2 separate regions of the Gossypium arboreum genome follow, and region 1 is linked to region 2. A link is a contact called in public Hi-C data. All regions are on one chromosome and are shown on one strand. The core of a region is the stretch at or near the end of the contact, and the rest is flanking DNA. Distances in the headings are between cores, read along the strand shown.

What was found. Hi-C and Micro-C count contacts between places; a contact is called where the count stands out from the background.
Region 1: a Hi-C map of leaf shows a contact between it and region 2, with 6 times the contacts expected there. The contact joins the promoter of LOC108466697 here to the promoter of LOC108468093 in region 2. A contact is called at or near these places in 3 of 5 Hi-C or Micro-C datasets (all in leaf).

The regions. Positions count from the first base shown.
Region 1 is chr2:107,832,860-107,835,559 of ASM2569848v2, forward strand. LOC108466697 (probable beta-D-xylosidase 7) reads left to right here and starts at 1,444. Exons shown (of 6, transcript XM_053025134.1): 1 at 1,444-1,940; 2 at 2,016-2,341; 3 at 2,416-2,582; 4 at 2,647-2,700. The coding sequence starts at 1,568. LOC108462268 reads right to left here. Exons shown (of 5, transcript XM_053025135.1): 5 at 1,070-1,176. The coding sequence ends at 1,162.
Region 2 is chr2:107,612,899-107,615,693 of ASM2569848v2, forward strand. It overlaps LOC108468093, which reads left to right and starts at 1,382. Exons shown (of 1, transcript XM_017768954.2): 1 at 1,382-2,795. The coding sequence starts at 1,819. It overlaps LOC108482619, which reads right to left and starts at 530. Exons shown (of 1, transcript XM_017785748.2): 1 at 1-530. The coding sequence starts at 269.

The sequences.
Region 1 (2,700 bases), core at 194-2,693, 220 kb after region 2:
AATTCGGTCATTAAATTATAGAGTCTAGCATATTCATAATATCAAGGACTCAATTGAGTGAATAAAATTTCTAAAAATAATTCAAGGGTTATATAGGGACTAAACTGAACAATTCACAAAATTTTAAGTAAAACTGAACAATTATAAAATGTTAATATAAAATATATTTTTAAATTTATTATTATATTTTGAACAATGAAATAGACTTTTAGGTGGATAAGGCCCAAAGCTTAATTTGTTTTTGGAATTGGGTATTGACATGACTAGGTCCATAAACAAAACTATTTACAAGTAATATGTCAAAATAGTATACTCATATGATATTACATATGTAATAATATAATAACTTTTATATTTTAAAAATAACTAAATTTAATCAATATAATAATTTGACTGAAAATTTGATATCTAACAAATAAAAATAAGTAAATCAAAATACAAAAACTAAATCCTTAGATGGATAACGTTAGAAACATAACTTAGCTGAAACAAGCGCATGGTAGCAATGAACATACATGACTAGAGGTGAGTATTTGATCGAGTCGAGTTGGAACGAGTCAAAAAATTTCGAGTTAGTCAAGTTAACAAATTCTATTTTAGCATCTGAACTTAATTTGAATTTTTTTTAATCGAATCGAATCGAGTCAAAAAATCTCGAGTCGAGTTAACGAATCCTATTATTTGTACTTAATGTTGCATTTACATGAATCGATTATTTAACTAGTAGACGAAGTACAAGATTATTTAACTACATAAACAATATAATGAATTTGTCTTATAACTTAATAGATAAACATTTATCAAAACGATATAGTTTTACCTTTTAACTTAATGATTTTAATTTTTAACTTTTAAAAAAGTAAACATTTATCAAAACAATGTAGTTTTGTCTTTTCTTATTCAAATTTTCGGATAACTCAAATTGTGTAATTCATATTCGAGTTAAACAGAAAAACTTAAATTTTTATTCAAGTTGATTCAAATAACTTAATTAACTCAAATAACTCAAACTATTTAATTCAAAATTTAAATTTTTTATCGAATTTTTCAAATTAAATCAGATTTTACTCACCCCTATACATTATCTCTCTCAGCGATCAACCTTCTTTTGAGAGTATAGATTTATGCGATGAACATACATGACACTGCTTTCTTCCCACGTCAATTTGGGTCCTCCTGGAGAATTCAAGATTACTGTTAGTTGGGCTTATACAGTGAAATAATTGCTGAAATGAAAAGTACTTTGGCCCAATCTTCTGGGTAAAAGCTTCGGAAATTCATGACAAAAATTAAATATTTAATCATTTATATTGGTATAAGTTACAACCGTTACACTCGCACGTATCCCTCGGTGCTGACCCAACGGTGGAAAAAGGAAAAGAAAAACGTAGAAGAAAGCTAATCTTTACATATTACCCAAAATACCGACTTGGAAATGTTGAATGCAAGGGCAAGCATGTCTTTAACAATTATGATAAATGGATCAAACTGAAACAACTCACTTGTCGCTGCACTAGGAAATAGGAAGTTATTTTGAGCTTCAGCTTCACTACTGATCACCTCCACAATGAAGTTTGAACAACTGTGTTTGGTTTCCTTAACATTGTTCATCCATGTTGCTTCAACAACTACGCCCCCATTTTCATGTGATTCATCGGACCCAACAACAAAAAACTACCCATTTTGCCAAACTACACTCCCCTTTACTCAAAGGGCTAGGGACCTTGTTTCGATGTTGACCTTAGATGAGAAAATCTCTCAACTTGTTAACTCAGCTCCTGCAATTCCACGACTTGGTATCCCCGCCTACGAGTGGTGGTCGGAGGCACTGCATGGTGTTTCCAATGTCGGGCCTGGCATCAAGTTCGACGGTACTATCAAAGCCGCCACTAGCTTCCCTCAAGTCATTCTCGCTGCCGCTTCTTTTGATGCTTATCAATGTACCGCATTGGCCAAGTAACTCTCTCTCTATCTACTCTCCTTGTTTTATAGTTTAAACTTTGTTAATCTTCAAGACACTAATTAATACTTGTTAAAGAAGGCTATTGGAAGAGAAGCAAGGGCAATATATAATGCAGGAGAGGCAAAAGGGTTAACATTTTGGGCACCAAATATTAACATATTTAGGGACCCCAGATGGGGAAGAGGGCAGGAAACACCAGGGGAAGATCCACTTGTTGCAGGGAAATATGCAGCCTCGTACATAAGAGGGATACAGGGTGACACTTTTGAAGGAGGGAAACTTGGGCAGCATCTTCAAGCTTCAGCTTGTTGTAAGCATTTTACAGCTTATGATTTGGATAACTGGAAGGGAATGAACCGGTTTGTCTTTGATGCTCGGGTAAGTAACGTAAAATCCAACTTGGTTGAAGAAGAAACTGTTGAAGCAAGTTGTTTGTATTTGTGAAATGGTAGGTTACGGTGCAAGATTTAGCGGATACATACCAGCCACCGTTCGAGAAGTGCGTAAGGGAAGGAGGAGGGAGTTGCATGATGTGCGCATACAATAGAGTGAATGGAGTGCCAAGCTGTGCAGATCCCAACTTGTCAAAGACGGTGAGAGGAGAATGGGATTTCAAAGGGTAATATATTTTTGGTTTGAATGCTTTTATTTGGGAATTGTAGAATAATGGAAATGGTAAACAGGTATATAGCATCGGACTGTGATGCGGTGGCCATCATCTATGACGCACAAGGATA
Region 2 (2,795 bases), core at 132-2,631:
CGACGAACCCGATTCGCAACCACAGCTTTTTCCTTTATCTCAATTGGTCGAATCTTGCCATTGGAAAAGAGCTCATCAGCTGAAGGGAGTTCTTGAACGAAACTATTATTGACAAAACAGAAATCGAAATCCGATGTTGGATTTAAGAGTGATGTGTCTAATCTCTGATGATGACATTCTTCAATGGAATCTACCCCATCTTCTTGGTCGAGATCGTCAGAAAACGAGATTCTTGGGCTTGAAATCTCTGCCAAAACTTCAATTGCCATAGTTTAAAACCATGTTTCAATCTATATGTAACAATGGCGAATGGGAGAGAGTAGAAAAGAAGTGTACAAAGTTGTGGAATTCAAGCACCGAAAGGATAGAAAAGGATCTCTTTTTTGGGTTTCCAATGAAACTTTTACTTTAGGCATGTAACCTCTAAGAATTGATAGATAGCTTCACCTTATAATTGTTTGGATTTCACTGTCTTTAACTTCTACTTTATTAATAATTTAAGATGAAGAACTTGGTCCACTGTGTATCAAAACCTTCAAATCTCAATTAATCATCTACTTTTATTAATTGGATCTGATCTAATTGTATTATATAATTAAGATAATATCCATTTTAGTCATTTGGAACTTGTTTTTATAATTTTATAATTATTTCCTTATGTGCCCACATATACACAATAATGTCCCTTGCATTTCAATAATTTGAAATAAATAAATATCTATATATATATATATATATATATTTGTTTTAAACTCCATATTTCAAGTATTTTTACATAGATTTAAGTATTTTTGGGTTGAGGTGTATTCAGTAGAAAGTTTCTTGACTTTTACAATGCACTTTGAATTGTCTTATTTTGAATTATTATACTCAAGTTATGACCATTTTAATAAAAATTAAGGGAAGTAGAAAATTCCTAATAAGCTTTTAATTATAATAGATTCAATTTTAAGGCATAAATTTTGATTATGTATAAGCCCAATAATATATTTATTAAATTTTATATTTTAGACATTTATTTATTTCAAATTAATTGGTATTTTAGATTAATTCAGCTGGTTGGAGATGTAAAGAAAAGTGATTATGCGGTTGAATATGATAGATGTTAAAGAGTCGAGTAATTAAGTATTCTTACCATGTTTGCAATTCATGATGGTGTTGGAGTTTTGTTGCACAAGGTCGGGAAAGGTTGTTTGTTCAATCTTGGTGAGCTTTTGGGACATGCAATGTTAGAAGAGAAAGGAACCTGTTTGATGAAACAAAAAGAGATGACCACTCCAGCAGGTGAATTGGAAGAAGAATGATTGTTTAGGTATTAAATGCAAAAATAAATATAATTAAATCATGATTTAATACTTTTCAACATATGGCTAACTTTCATACATCATTTCATATTAGAATCATAGCATGAACGTGGCCATAAAACAAAAAGGCTTAGTAAAGGGTTGATGATAGCAGTTGTAGGCAAAGAGACATCCCAGCCTTTGTTGTGACCCAAAGCTATTGGGCATAAATTAAATAACCCAACATCCTGAAGCTGAATTTGTGCCCCAAACCCTAATAAACCAGGTTTTAAAACTGTAGGTCGTGCTATCGAAAGAACCCAGGTTTAGATTTATCAGCAACAAAGCATCAGTGTCAAAGAAAGGCAGGTTACCGTTACAAGACAAAAGCTGGTGTGGTGTTACAGGCAAGTTTCTCATTCCTCCGACATGTATGAATATTTGTAATTTCAGTTTGTTATGCTAGAAGAAAGCCCGAATCTAAACCAGTAAACCCTCCACAAAACCCCACGAGAAGAAAAAAAAGGAAAAAACAATGGCACCGCCTATAATCAGATCTCTAATCGCATTCTCTCTGAATAAATCATGCCGTTCTCGTAAACCCATTTCTTGTTACTCCATCTCTTCTGTTTTCTTCTCATCTTCACCCACCCAGGAATCGAGAGCTTCCCTTCCTTTAGCGGATCACTTGGTTGAGAAACACAGCTTTTCCCCTGAACTTGCCGTCAAGACTGCATCTTCCCTAACCTATGTGAAGGATCCTCGTAAGTGTGATACTATAATTTCCTTCTTGAAAGAAAGCGGTTTCTCTAAATCCCATATTGAAGCAGTGGTCAAAAGAAAGCCTAACCTTCTATATTCTAGTCTTGAGAAAACCATTAAACCCAAGTTCAAGATTTTCCAGGATTTAGGATTTCCGACCCATGATGTTGCTGATATTGTAGCTGGTGATCCCTGGATTTTGACTAGAAGCGTGGATGATAGGATTGCACCTTCTATTTCCGATTTAAAGACTGTTTTAGGATCGAATGATGATGTTCTTAAGTTATTGAAAACTTCAGCTTGGTTTCTCAAATCTGATTTGCAAAAGACTATGATGCCTAATATAGAGTTCTTGAGAAATTGCGGGATTTGTTCGTCACAAATTGTTTCATATGTGTTCAGCTTTCCTAGATTTTTCTTGCTTAAACCTGAGAGCATTAAGCAGTTTGTTGAAAGGGCGGATGCCTTGGGGTTCGATAGGAAGTCAAATATGTTTCTTGCTGCTATTAGGATGTTAAGTTCAATGAGTGAAGAGAATTGGGAACTCAAATTGAATCTTTTTAGGAAATTGGGTTTCTCTGAAGATGATATCATGTCTACTTTTAGGAGGACACCACAGGTGTTTGCTGTATCTGAAAGGAAGATTAAGCAAGTCACTGACTTTTTGCTTAATAGAACGAATGTAGGTATTTCATTTATAATAAGCCACCCAATGGTGCTTATTTGCAGCCTTGAGCGTAGGCTGAAGCC